3 separate regions of the Macaca mulatta genome follow, and regions 2 and 3 are each linked to region 1. A link is a contact called in public Hi-C data. All regions are on one chromosome and are shown on one strand. The core of a region is the stretch at or near the end of the contact, and the rest is flanking DNA. Distances in the headings are between cores, read along the strand shown.

Region 1 (4,618 bases), core at 937-3,436:
GAAGCCAAGGCGGGCAGATCACTTGAGGTCAGGAGTTCGAGACCAGCCTGGCCAACATGGTGAAACCCTGTCTCTACTAAAAATACAAAAATTAGCCGGGCATGGTGGCGCGCGCCTGTAATCCCATCTACTCGGGAGGCACAGGCAGGAGAATCACTTGAATCCAGGAGGCGGAGGTTGCAGTGAGCTGAGATCCGGCCACTGCACTCCAGCCTGGGCGACAGAGGAAGACTCGGTCTGGGGGTAAAAAAAAAAAGAAAAGAAAGAAACAAAGAGCATCCACTTCCCACCTTTCACACACAACACAGCCAATTAAATCAAAAGATTCCACTATCATAGCATAATACCCCTTGAGTTTTCAGGCAGATAAGACACTCAGACACACCTTGCTTTTTATAGAACAGGCCCAAATGAGACACAATAAAACGATGATTCCATGTTAGGAATTCCCTACCAACCATATCCTCCTCTTTTTGGTGACTAGATTGTAAAATAAGTCAATTAAGAGTTCACAACGGAAGTGCTGAAGCAACCGCAAATCCAGACACAAAAATACAGAGGAACGTATTCGCATCTCAAGCACGTCCAAATGTCTCGGCCAATGCGATCCGATCACTGCCGTTTCCAGAAACACACAGTAATGGCTTTTAATTCATTTCTATAAATGTTCGTTGTGCGTAAAGCCAAACTGCACGCAAAACCGCAAAACACAAAAGATTCCTCACATTCCGTTTATAGCCAGAAGATAGGCCATCCTCTCTGCGCCTATCCCAGAAAGCTCTCCATACGGCAGTAAGAATTTGATGACACCCCATGCTACCTACACATCAAAATGTCATCCCACGAAGTGGAGGGGGAGCAGTGTCAGCATCCGCTGGCCTCCATGAAACGCCACTGCCAGTATTCCCACCTTTAGGCAAATACGAACCCAAGTGAAGTCGATGGAAAGTTCCCACCAACCAAGCACATTTGGTTCCCTTCTGCCCCCAAGGCCAAGCAGCTCAACTGATGAGATCTGCTGTTGCACCTGCCACGGCTCTGAACCCGGGATGCTCGGCGACCCCCGGACACACAAAAAGGCCCTGCGGCCTAACGCGCCAGTGACCCTTCGCCAAGAGCGCACGGAAGGCCGCTGGAGCATCCCTCTCGCTGTCCACACCGCCCGCTTCCCTGACAAAGGCCCCGTGTCAATCCATCCCAGACACAACACAGAGAAGTTGCTGGATTGCCCACCGCGGACCCGCAGCTGCCACTACCCTCTCCCGGAAAAAAGAAAAAAACCACAGAACTAGGGAAGAAAAGGGTGGGAGGGTGCACAGCGTTAAAATAAAAATGTTCCCAAAGCTAAGCAACCTGGGTGTGCCCTGGAAGTGGGTCCAGGGGGCCCGTGGGGGAGGGGAGGGAGGCCCGGGTGGTGGCGGCGGCTCCTCCGGGGCATGAAGGCCGAGCCGGGTGCTAGTCTAATAAAATGCCGGGTGTCGGAACGCTCAGAAGAAAACCACAAATGAAATCCCCGGCGGGCGCCAGGCCCAGAGGAGGGAGGGAGGGAGAGCGGGGCGGGCGGTCTGCAGACCTGCGGCCGCGGCCCCCACCTGCCCGCCCCGCGCCCACACACACCTGCCCCGGCAGCCCCTGGGAGGCGAGGCCCGCGGCTGGGGCGAGGAAGGGGCCCGACCCGGGGGCGCCGGGAGAGTGGGCCAGTCCGATGGCGGGGGCCGGGGGCCGCCTCGCTCACCTCCAGGTCGGTGTCGGCGGCCTCCGGGGCCCCGAGGATCTCGCTGGGCAACTCGGCCAGGTCGGTGACCCGGATCAGCCCGTCGTGCAGGAAGATGGTCTCCTCCTTCACCGAGAGCCACTGCGCCGAGTCAGCGGCCGCCGCCGCCGCCGCCGCCGCGGCCGCCGACGAGCCCATGGCCCCGGCTGAGGGCTTGGAGCTGAGGAGCAGACGCCCGGCCGGCGGAGACGGAGCAGCAGCAGCCGCGATCACCAGTCCATGGCAGCGGCCGCCGCGTCCGCCAGCGGCGACCCGCTTGCCGCCTCGCCCGTGCAGCTCCGCCCTAGGCGGTCCGAGTCGCCATCCCCCCCGACCCCGGCCCGGGAGACCCCGGCCCCGCAGCCGCCGCCGCCGCCGCCGCCCTCAGGAGCAGGATCCGCCTCTGCCGCTCGGCAGCCAACTGTCAGTGAGACGCCATGTTGGGGGCGGGGCTCCCGGCATGCCCCGCGGAGCGGACAATACAGGCCCCGCCCGCCGCCCCGCCCACCGCTCCGCGGATCCGGCCACCCGGGTGGCCTGGACCCCCGCCTCGCCCTTTGCTGCCGGTTGCCCTCAGCCTGACCTCTGCCGGCCCCTTCTCCTCCTGGCCATTCAGTGTAGCCCTGGCTCTGCAGCGCGCCAGGGAAGAGGACGCCGCCTCCCCGGTCCTGTCCCTACTCAGGTGTGCACTCCTTGCTCGGACCCGCGCCCCCACGCTGGGCAGAGCATAGAGATCACTCCTTGTTTTCACGTTTAAATGAGATGCAAGCGAAAGGCTGGTGCAGAATAGGCGCTGCACACTTGTTCATAAGCACTTGGTAGAATAGCATAGTAGGTGATTAATATTTACTGAAAAGTCTAGTACCCAGTAAGCACTCAAAACAAAAAATAAAGCGTCTGTCAACAATGCTTGGTGCCCAATGCCCGACACTTAATATGTGCTCAGTGAGTGGCAGTTCTAATTATTGCTATGTTCATTCCATCAGTTTTCCACACTAATTGACATACACCTTAAAAATATGCTCACTAGGCCGGGCGCGGTGACTCAAGCCTGTAATCCCAGTACTTTGGGAGGCCGAGGCGGGTGGATCACGAAGTCAGGAGATCGAGACCATCCTGGCTAACATGGTGAAACCCCGTCTCTACTAAAAATACAAAAAACTAGCCGGGCGCGGTGGTGGGCGCCTGTAGTCCCAGCTACTCGGAGGCTGAGACAGGAGAATGGCGTAAACCCGGGAGGCGGAGCTTGCAGTGAGCCGAGATCGCGCCACTGCACTCCAGCCTGGGTGACGCAGCGAGACTCCGTCTCAAAAAAAAAAAAAAAAAAATATGCTCACTAGGCCGGGTGCGGTGGCTCACACCTGTAATCCCAGCACTTTGGGAGGTCGAGGCAGGAGGATTGCTTGAGCCCAGGAGTTTGAGGCCAGCCTGGGCAACACAGGGAGACCCCATCTCTACAAAAAATAAAAATTAGTAGGCCGGGCGCAGTGGCTCACGCCTGTAATCCCAGCACTTTGGGAAGCCAAGGCAGGCGGATCACGAGGTCAGGCGATCAAGACCATCCTGGCTAACACGGTGAAACCCCGTCTCTACTAAAAATACAAAAAAAATTAGCCAGGCCTGGTGGCGGGCGCCTGTAGTCCCAGCTACTCGGGAGGCTGAGGCAGGAGAACGGCGTGAACCCGGGAGGTGGAGCTTGCAGTGAGCCCAGATCACGCCACTGCACTCCAGCCTGGGCGACAGAGCAAGATTCCTTCTGAAAAAAAAAAAACAAAAAAACACCAGATGTTTAAGGTGGGTTGCCATGGGAGTGTGGGGCTGGTCTGGAACTACTGAGATGAGATTGTTCTCTATTGCTTGTATATTTTTATCACTTAAAAAATAATAAAACAGGCAGGGTGCAGTGGCTCACGCCTGTAATCCCAGCACTTTGGGAGGCCAAGGTGGGCAGATCACCTGAGGTCAGGAGTTTGAGGCCAGCCTGGCCAACGTGATGAAACCCTGTCTCTACTAAAAAAAAAATACACAAATTAGCCAGGAATGGTTGCTCATGCCTGTAGTCCCAGCTACTCAGGAGGCTGAGGCAGGAGAATCGCTGGAACCCAGGAGGTGGAGGTTGCAGTGAGCCGAGATCGTGCCACTGCACTCCAGCCTGGGCAACAGAGTAAGACTCCATCTTAAAAATAATAATAATAAAAATAACAGGAGAATAATAAGGTGCATACCCTTTCATCCAGCAATTCAACTTTGAGGAAGTTGTCTGCAGGAAATAATCAGACTCGTAGTCAAGGATGGATATACAGGGTTGTGTAGCTCAATATTGTTTACAAAAGGAAAAACTATTTTCAATCTAGATATCCAACAATATGGGGCTGGTTAACTAAAATATGGTATATCCATAAGATGGAATATTATGGCAGGGCACAATGGCTCACACCTATAATCCCAGCACTTTGGGAGGCCAAGGCTGGCAGATCTCTTGAGCCCAGAAGCTCGAGACCCCCTTGGGCAACATGACAAAACCCCATCACTACAAAAAATACAAAAATTAGCCAGGCATGTTAGTGCATACCCATAGTCCCAGCTACTCAGGAGGCTGAGGCAGAAAGATCGCTTGGGCCCAGAAGGCAGAAGTGATGTCCAACTTCTGTGAGCCACCGTGCCTGGCCCTTCATTCCCTTTTCCAAACCTACTGACAACTGTCTGTCACAATTAAAAAAAAGGCTGGGTGTGGTGGCTCACGCCTGTAATCCCAGCACTTTGGGAGGCTGAGGCGGGCAGATCACCTGAAGTCAGGAGTTCGAGACCAGCCTGGCCAACACAGTAAAATCCTTTCTCTACTAAAAAATATATAAAAATTAGCCA
Region 2 (4,634 bases), core at 1,093-3,592, 270 kb before region 1:
GCTAACTTTTTGTATTTTTTGTAGAGACAGGATTTTATTATGTTGCCCAGGCTGGTCTGGAAGTCCTGAGCTCAGGCGATCCACCCGCCTCGACCTGCCAAAGTGCTGGGATTGTGAGCCACCACGCCTGGCCAAAAACTAGAACCAGTTCTAATGTTTGTCAGTATAAATTGTGGCATATCCATGTGCTGTGCTACTTGGCACTGAAAAGGAATAGGCTTGATATTATCAACAGCATGGATAAACCTCAAAAACATTATGCTGAGTTAAAACACCTTATTCATAAGAGAACACACTATATGGTTCATTTTTTCTTTATATATACTTAATATATTAATATGCTTAATTCATATTAATACACATTTTTTCTGATTGTTTTTTAATCTTTAATGATTGTGCTTTCTTTTGAACTCCAGTAAGTTTTAACATACAATGTAAAGTGCTTAAGACATAGGTGTGTAGCTTAATAACTATTTACTAATTAATACATCTGTGTTAATCACTTTGCAGATCAAGATATAAATATTTCTAGAAAATCTTTCTTATATCCCCTTGCAGGCTATATACCCTCTGAATGGAACCAGTTACTTACTTCTCTTCTTTAGGTTAGTTTTCCCTGGTTTTGAACTTTATATGTTTGGAATCGCACAAATTATACTGCATATTTAAACTAAATATTTTATTTTGTTATAAATATTGCTTTGAGACGGAGTTTTGATTTTGTTGCCCAGGCTGGAGTGCAGTGGCTCAATCTCGGCTCACTGCAACCTCTACCTCCTGGGTTGAAGGGATTCTCCTGTCTCAGCCTCCCAAGTAGCTAGGATTATAGGCGCCTGCCACCACAGCCAGCTAATTTTTGTATTTTTAGTAGAGATGGGGTTTCACCATGTTGGCCAGGCTGATCTGGAACTCCTGACCTCAGGTGATCCACCAGCCTCGGCCTCCCAAAGTGTTGGGATTACAGGCGTGAGCCACCGCGCCCAGCCCATTAGATGCTTTTCTTGCTTAGTACTAGCTTATGAACATTTTGCTATTATATTATATTATATTATATTATATTATATTATATTACATTATATTATTTTTGAGACAGGGTCTTGCTCTGTTCCCCCAGGCTGGAGTGCAGTGGCATGATCAGGGCTCACTCCAGCCTCTGCCTCCTAGACTCGAGGGATCCTTCCACCTCAGCCTCCCAAGGAGGTGGAACTACAGGTGCGTGCCACCACGCCTGGCTAATTTTTGTATTTTTTTTGTAGAGATACGGTCTCACTATATTGCCCAGGCTGGTCTCTAATTCCTGAGCTCAAGAGATCCACCCGCCTTGCCCTCCATATTTTGCAATTTTTTTTTTTTTTTTTTTTTTTTGAGACGGAGTCTTGCTCTGTCACCCAGGCTGGAGTGCAGTGGCCGGATCTCAGCTCACTGCAAGCTCTGCCTCCCGGGTTTACGCCATTCTCCTGCCTCAGCCTCCCGAGTAGCTGGGACTACAGGCGCCCGCCACCTCGCCCGGCTAGTTTTTTGTATTTTTTAGTAGAGACGGGGTTTCACCGTGTTAGCCGGGATCGTCTCTCGATCTCCTGACCTCGTGATCCGCCCGTCTCGGCCTCCCAAAGTGCTGGGATTACAGGCTTGAGCCACCGCGCCCGGCCCATATTTTGCAATTATAATCTGCAATGGAATCATAATTTTAAATGGCTGTATTGTTTGTAATATGTGCTTGGTAATTATACTTACATAATTATTCTCTCCTTTATTATACACGAGGTAAGAGAAGCTCAGGGAATCCATTCAGGCAGCAAGTGGAGAAACTAGCTCTCAAACCTGCATCTCAGGTTCACTCTTCCACTGCAAAAAAGTAAAGTGCTCAAATATGGTCACAGCCCTGCAGAAGTCTTGCACAAGGGCATTATCATAGCAACAAGAATGACTAATAAGTATTAATGGCTCATGAGAAAAGAAAAAATACCATTAATTATCTCAATATATTAGGCATATTACTAATGTTTGTACAGAATTATTCATGCAAATATTATTAGCCTGTGTCGGGGACAGTTGTTAAACTCAGCAACAGGCTCACAGCTCAGCTCCGTGCCTCTGGTTCCAGATGTGCAGGGGCCAGGGCTTCCAGGGACACGCCCCCGTGGGCCTCCGGGGAGCCAATCGACGCGCAGAAGGCGGGGCCCTGGGAGCGACAACGGTGTTATCCAATGGGTCGACAGCTGGAGCAGCCCCTGGCCAATGGGAGCGCTCCTCCGCGATGGGCGGAAGTGGTGAGGCAGCTCTGAGGGCCGTTGTTCAGTGCGGGGTCTGACAGAGGAGGCTCCGTGTCTGCAGCTAGTGTGTCAACTCAACGTTTCTCCTCTCGTCCCTGGTGAGGTGTAGCGGCGGCACGCGGCTGGAGATTCCCTGAGGCCTCCAGTTTAGGAAGGGTCCGGCATCCCAAGGGAGGGGTGTGTGGGCGTGGGGTCTCTGGGCCCGGGGTAGCGACTGTGAGGAGAGGATGCCCGCGCGGCGGCATCTCTGGCGACTGGAGGAGGCCGCGCTTTCTCCTCAGGGAACCGGCGCCTTGGCAGCCCCCGGCGACGCCGCCCCCTTCGCGGCCTAGGTTGGTCTGGGGAGCCGGGAAGCGGGCGTCGTCCGCAGCGCCTCTGTGGCCACCGCGTCCCGGGCGGAGCTGGGCTCAATGCCGGCCTGGGCCTAGAGCCCGAGCCTCGAGCTGCCGGCCTGGGGGGTCGCGAGTGGCCTAATGCGGCCTCGAGGCCGAAGGACCCGAGTCCGAGCCCGCACTCCGACCCGCTGGTGCTGCGGAAAACTCAGGTGGCCTTCCGCTTTCGCAGCCTCTAAAGTGGGGACCAAGACTTTCACCTCTTAGGATTGTAGTCGGGATTAAAAGATTTTCCCGGTAAGCGTTTGGCAACTGCTATTATTTGAGAAGCCGCTTACTTCTTCACTCCCCATCACCGACCTTGCTGGGGAAGGGGGCGATTGGAAACTACCTTGGGGTATCTGGACCCGGCAGTGGAAGCTACGCTGCCTCGGGCAGAGGGACGGTCCCCTCTGCGGACCAGAGAGATCTAGCCGACGCCCAACGGGCTCCTTATAAGCTTGAAGACTTTTTTCTGTGCCTCGACTCTTCCGTGCATTCGCTCGTTTCCTTGATCCTTTGAAGTATTGTCAGTCTTCTGCCTGAAGAATCTGAGGCCCAGAGAGGTTAAATCTGGCAGAACCAGCCAGAACTTGACCCCCAGAGGGGGACCCTGCAGGCCACCCCCAGTCTCCTTGCATCTAGAAAAGCAAGCACCTGCCACATCTGAGCTCTGGCCTTAGAGTTGGCCATTTAGTGGTCTGGAATAGAGCACACCTGAAATCAGTCGGACAGCCCTCCTTAGTTGCCATTTCGTGAGAGTGAATATCTTTTTTTTTTTTTTTTTGAGATGGAATCACCTTCTGTTGTTCAGGTTGGAGTGCAGTGGCGAGATCTCAGCTCAATGCAACCTCTGCCCCCTGGGTTTAAGTGATTCTCTTGCCTCAGCCTCCTGAGTAGCTGGCATACAGGCGCCCGTCACCACGCCCAGCTAATTTTTGTATTTTTAGTAGAGACTTGGTTTTGCCATGTTGGCCAGGCTGGTCTCGAACCCCAGACCTCCAGTGATCCGCCCACCTCGCCCTCCCAAAGTGCTGGGATTACAGGCGTGACTGCCGCGCCCAGCCCAGAGTGGGTATCTTGAATTATGTCATTCCCTAGTTTAAAGCCCTTCAGTGTTTACCATTGAGCTTGGAATCTAATCCAATATTCTTTCTGTCTTATATGACAAGACCTTGAGTCATTCCCCTTTTTTATTATGTTTTTCCAGGTCTGCCTTTACTTTCTCTTTCTTTTTTTTTTTTTTTTTTTTGTTGTTGAGACAGAGTCTCGCTTTGTCGCCCAGACTGGAGTGCAGTGGCCGGATCTCAGCTCACTGCAAGCTCCGCCTCCCGGGTTCACGCCATTCTCCTGCCTCAGCCTCCCGAGTAGCTGGGACTACAGACGCCCGCCACCTCGCCCGGCTAGGTTTTTGTATTTTTTAGTAGAGACGGGGTTTCACCGTGTTAGCCAGGATGGTCTCGATCTCCTGACCTTGTGATCCGCCCGTCTCGGCCTCCCAAAGTGCTGGGATTACAGGCTTGAGCCACCGCGCCCGGCCCTACTTTCTCTTTCATTGCTTTTAGGCCTTTTGCCCTTTCCACTGCCTGGATGGATTTTCCCCCATTCCCATCCTCCATCTTTGTCTTTTCATGGTTGGCTCTTGTACTTCAGTTCTTACTTTAAATGTCGTCTGCCTAGAAAGTTCTTCTCTGATCACTCTTATCTACCTAAAGTAGATTTGCCTCTACTCCACCCCCATTTATTTGTCTGTATACTTTTCCATCACAATACTCACCTTAAGTTATATGTATTTTTTTGCTTATTGTTTTTCTCTACCACTAAATCGCTTTATCAGATACTATATTTCCTTATTTTGTAAAGTATTTTTAGTGCCAGGGCACAGTGGCACACAGTATGGTCTTCTTTTTCTTTGAGACAGGGTCTCACTTTGTCACCCAGGCTGGAGTGCAGTGGTGTGATCACAACTCACTCACTGTAGCCTTGACCT
Region 3 (4,560 bases), core at 1,957-4,456, 290 kb before region 1:
GGTGGGCAAGTACCACCACAGATGAGTTCGTTCATTTGTCAGAATGTCTGAATTCAAGGAACCATAGTTGTTTGGGGGTACTAATGTATTTAAACAACAAAAGTGTGGAGTTCAAAAGTCAAATGTGCTAAAGTGCTGAATTCACGGACAGTCTGTACTGTTCTTTTCCTAGACCTGCCAGTTTATACTAATCGCCTTAGAATTCCTGAAGAAAGCCTCTTCTAATCCTCTTCCCATGTACACATAACAAAAACTACATAACTCTGACTTCAGTTTTGAGAATATAACTTGTTAATATATCCTGATGTTTAGTGATATGAAATGGACATAGTGCTTCCCACTGGACAGTGAAAACACTATTAATTCTAAATAACTATGGGACCAAAGAAATTCTCTTTGGTCCTCAAGAACAATTTTAAAAATCAAATTATTCTTGAAAGTACTGAGCCTTTTTAGTTTAAAAAAAAAAAAGTCTGCAGGCAGCTCTGCACAAAGCTGTAATGAGCCACAAACTATGAACCCTGGATTCAGTTCTCACCTTCCATCACCCACCTTGTATACATACCTCTGCGCTCTGAAAATATACACTGGAGGGCAAGGGCATGAGAATATGCACTCCCGGGGAAACAGGAAATCAGAGTCCTTTCTCTGCCACTTACCATCTGCGTGACCTCAGGCAAATTAATGTCTTCAGCTCAAAGTGATGTGGTTTCTAGCACGGTGGTTAAGACGGTGAGCCTGGACCAGGCGCAGTGGCTCATGCCTGTAATCCCAGCACTCTGGGAGGCCAAGGCAGGAGGACTGCTTGAGCTCAGGAGTTTTAGACTAGACTGGGCAACATGGCAAAACCCATTCTCTACAATATATACAAAAATTAGAGGCCGGGCGCGGTGGCTCAAGCCTGTAATCCCAGCACTTTGGGAGGCCGAGACGGGCGGATCACGAGGTCAGGAGATCGAGACTATCCTGGCGAACACAGTGAAACCCTGTCTCTACTAAAAAAATACAAAAAACTAGCCGGGCGAGGTGGCCGGCGCCTGTAGTCCCAGCTACTTGGGAGGCTGAGGCAGGAGAATGGCGTAAACCCGGGAGGCGGAGCTTGCAGTGAGCTGAGATCCAGCCACAGCACTCCAGCCTGGGTGACAGAGCAAGACTCCATCTCAACAAAAAAATAAATAAATAAAATAATTAGCCAGCATGGTAGTGGGCACCTGTAATCCCAGCTACTCAGGAGGCTGAGGCAGGAGAATCACTTGAACCCAGGAGGCGGAGGTTGGTTGCAGTGCGCTATGATTGTGCAACTGCACTCTAGTCTGGACGACAAAACGAGACTGTCTCCAAAAAAGAAAAAAAAAGGTGAGCCTGGAGCCAGGCATGGTGGCTCACACCTATAATCCCAGCACTTTGGGAGGCTGAGTAGGACAGATTACTTGAGGTCAAGAGTTTGAGTCCAGCCTGGCCAACATAGTAAAATCCTGTCTCTACTAAAAACATGAAAGTTCGCTGGGCCTGGTGCCGTGCACCTGTAATCTCAGCTACTCAAGAGGCTGAGGCAGGAGAATCGCTTGAACCCGGGAGCCAGAGGGTGCAGTGAGCTGAGATTGTGTCACTGTACTCCAACCTGGGTGACAGAGTGAGACTCATCTCAAAAAAAAAAAGGTGAGCCTGAAACAGTTCACAGGGGTTCAACTTCTAGCTCCAAGAAATACTAGCTGAGTGGCCTTAGACAAATTACACAACATCAATAAAGCCTCAGTTTCCTCATCTGGTTTTGTTGCTGCTGTTGTTGTTGTTAAAGGGTTCAGGGCCATGAAAAAACAGTACCCATCTCTTGAGAATGGGTGAAGATTATATTAGATAACCCATATAAAAGGCCAAGGCCAGTGACTGTCATAATGAGTTGTCTATAAACTTTAGCTATAGGATTGCTGCTAAAATCAAATGAGATGTAAGAGTAAAAAATCACACAAATTATGAAATAAAAGCAGGAGTAACTGTGGCCAGAAACAAAGTTAACCACTGCTCCCTACTCCCAAAACCATTTCCGCCATGGGAAGAAGCCTCCAATTTAATAACATCCACACAACGTCTATAAACACGATGTCTACTTTTGTAAAAACCACTGACCTTGAGGCTTCCTCACCATTAAGTGAGATAGACCAAGACCATAAAACCATCTAACAGGAAAGGAAATGCAAAAAGGACCAATCCAATTACACAACATCTCGGTTATTGGAAAAGGGTTTCTCCCAAACTCAAATCTGTGATTTTTCACTACCAGGGTAACTGGATGACATCAAGGTCTTCAAGCCTGCGGGTTGAGGTAAGAGTGGTGGAGAGGGATCTGCTTAGCATAGGGAAGGAAAGCTGCAGAGAAAACCACAGAGAAGCTGCAGAAAGGAGAAGCCCTCCAGTAGCTCTGCATGCCCCTCTGACACGAGCTATCACAACCTCTTCACCGCTATTTTGGGCCCAAGACCCCCTCCCCCCGCCTCCCACGTGTGACCAGAGCAGCTGCTTCTCCACCAAACAGCTCTGGATTGGGAGCCTGGAATCTCGGGCCTGCTCCCGACTCGATGTGGGTGACCTTGCGTCAGCCCCTTCCCCACTCTAGACCTCGGTTTCTCCTGTGCACCGAAGCCCACCTAGTCAGACAACCCTCCAGGCCCAATTCCCGCAAAAAAAAAAAATATATATATATATATATATAAAAATATATATATACACACATATGTACATATCTGGTAGGGAATCTTCCCTCAGGCAGGGCGTCCCACACTAGTGCCGGAGCCGGCTTCCACCTTCGAGGAGATCTCCGGTTTCCCTAGGAGCGGCGGTAACAATGCAGCCTGCGGGTAGCGCAGGTGTTTGCAGAACCACGCGTCCCACGGGGCCTGCCAGGCAGGCAGCTCTGCCGACCAGCTGCTGCCCAGACCGCGCCGCTACCACCTCAGGGCTGAGGAAGGCTGGGCCGGCGCCTACGCGAGGCCCGCGGCTGCGGCCTAGTGGCCCGCGCGGCCCGCCCCCTGCGCCTGCCCGGCCCGCGCGCCGGCCCTCAGCACCCATCCCGGGCTTTCGCCCCAGCCTCGGCAGCCCTCGGCGCGTCGGGCTGGTGAGCTGGCTGGCCCGAGACACTCACCGTAAATGGGCCGGAGGCGCCTGTCGTTAGGGTCCTGCACATGGCCCCGCGTCGCCATGATGACAAGCGCAGAACCACAGTGCGCACGCGCGGGGCAGGACCCCGGGAAAGGGCTATTAAAGGGCCAGCATCGATCTCGCTTGTTTATCGCGATAGTCGCGGTGCTGCGACTGAACGCGCCTGCGCGGAAAGGGAAGCATCAGTCCTTGCCGATTGCCACTTCTTTAAACGCTGATTCTTCACTTTGCAGGTGGGATCAAGCTGGCAAAGAGGAGGCAGCTGTTGCTGTTAAAATCCTCTGAGTCACTGACTGGGAAGTGAGGAAAGGAGGGGAGAAAGCTCTCAAAGTTAGGGTTCGGCTGCTCCTGTTTATCCTATTTATTCTTTGTCTTGAAGAACCAGCTAGATTTGGCTGTGATTAATTGCAGAGGAACCAGAAACTCCTGGCGGAGAGAGACCCAGGGGAAAGCTGGGGAAGTGGGGCTGATGAACAGCAAAAATCTGCCAAAAAAGTTCGAGAGAGCCGGGCGCGGTGGCTCACGCCTGTAATACCAGCACTTTGGAAGGCCCAGGCGGGCGGATCACAAGGTCAGGAGATCCAGACCATCCTGGCTAACACGGTGCAACCCCATCTCTGCTAAAAATACAAAAAATTAGCCGGGCGTGGTGGCGGGCGCTTGTAGTCCCAACTACTCCGGAGGCTGAGTCGAGGAGAATGGCGTGGACCGGGGAGGCGGAGCTTGCAGTGAGTCCAGATCAGGCCACTGCACTCCAGCCTGGGCAACAGAGCGAGACTCCGTCTCAAAAAAAAAAAAAAACCTTGAGAGCCCTCCACCACCTGTTCCTGGGCCAAACGGAGGTTCGGACTGCTATTTCTTGTGGTCCAGTAAGGAGATGCAGATGAACTGGAGAAGAAGCGAGTTTTTATTTCTGCAACCGGTTACAGGGAGAAGGCCTGGAAATTATCACCAAACCAACTCAAAATTACAAAGCTTTCCAGTGCTTATATACCTTCTAAGCTATATGTCTATATGTAAGTGTGCATTCATCTAAAGACATAAGTGATGAACTTAGTCTATAACTAAGGTCTGCGTCCTGAAGACCTTCCTTTGAAGCCTCAGTAAATTTACTTAATCTAAATGGCAATAGGTGCTGAGGTGATTACCCTTATCTTGTCTCCTGCTAAATCACGGAGGTTTGGGGAGTTACTTCAGACCCCGGATAAAACTTGTTTAATCCTAAATGGGTCCTGTGAGGAATTCTTTCATTATTTTGTCATGCTTTAAGGCCAAGGAAAGGCCTAGGCAAAACTCTTGGTGGGCTTTTGTTAAATTCCAGCCTTTGTATAAGGGCACCGGCTTTATTGTAGCTTTTAATATTTAACTTAACCACTCAGTCAGTACTGAAACAGTTTTTATGGA

The links. A called contact is a pair of places that touch in the nucleus more often than the background predicts.
Region 2: a Hi-C map of fetal cortex germinal zone shows a contact between it and region 1, with 5 times the contacts expected there. The contact joins the promoter of TRAFD1 here to the promoter of HECTD4 in region 1. A contact is called at or near these places in 3 of 14 Hi-C or Micro-C datasets (cortical neurons, fetal cortex germinal zone and fetal cortical plate).
Region 3: a Hi-C map of fetal cortical plate shows a contact between it and region 1, with 4 times the contacts expected there. The contact joins the promoter of NAA25 here to the promoter of HECTD4 in region 1. A contact is called at or near these places in 5 of 14 Hi-C or Micro-C datasets (CD4 T cells, cortical neurons, fetal cortex germinal zone and 2 more).

The regions. Positions count from the first base shown.
Region 1 is chr11:119,618,125-119,622,742 of T2T-MMU8v2.0, forward strand. It overlaps HECTD4 (HECT domain E3 ubiquitin protein ligase 4), which reads right to left and starts at 2,187. Exons shown (of 76, transcript XM_077955095.1): 1 at 1,736-2,187. It overlaps LOC144333092 (a long non-coding RNA gene), which reads right to left and starts at 842. Exons shown (of 2, transcript XR_013401449.1): 1 at 386-842.
Region 2 is chr11:119,350,479-119,355,112 of T2T-MMU8v2.0, forward strand. It overlaps TRAFD1 (TRAF-type zinc finger domain containing 1), which reads left to right and starts at 2,343. Exons shown (of 12, transcript NM_001266507.1): 1 at 2,343-2,902.
Region 3 is chr11:119,329,044-119,333,603 of T2T-MMU8v2.0, forward strand. NAA25 (N-alpha-acetyltransferase 25, NatB auxiliary subunit) reads right to left here and starts at 3,207. Exons shown (of 23, transcript XM_015152851.3): 1 at 3,140-3,207. LOC144333088 (a long non-coding RNA gene) reads left to right here and starts at 3,308. Exons shown (of 3, transcript XR_013401444.1): 1 at 3,308-4,172.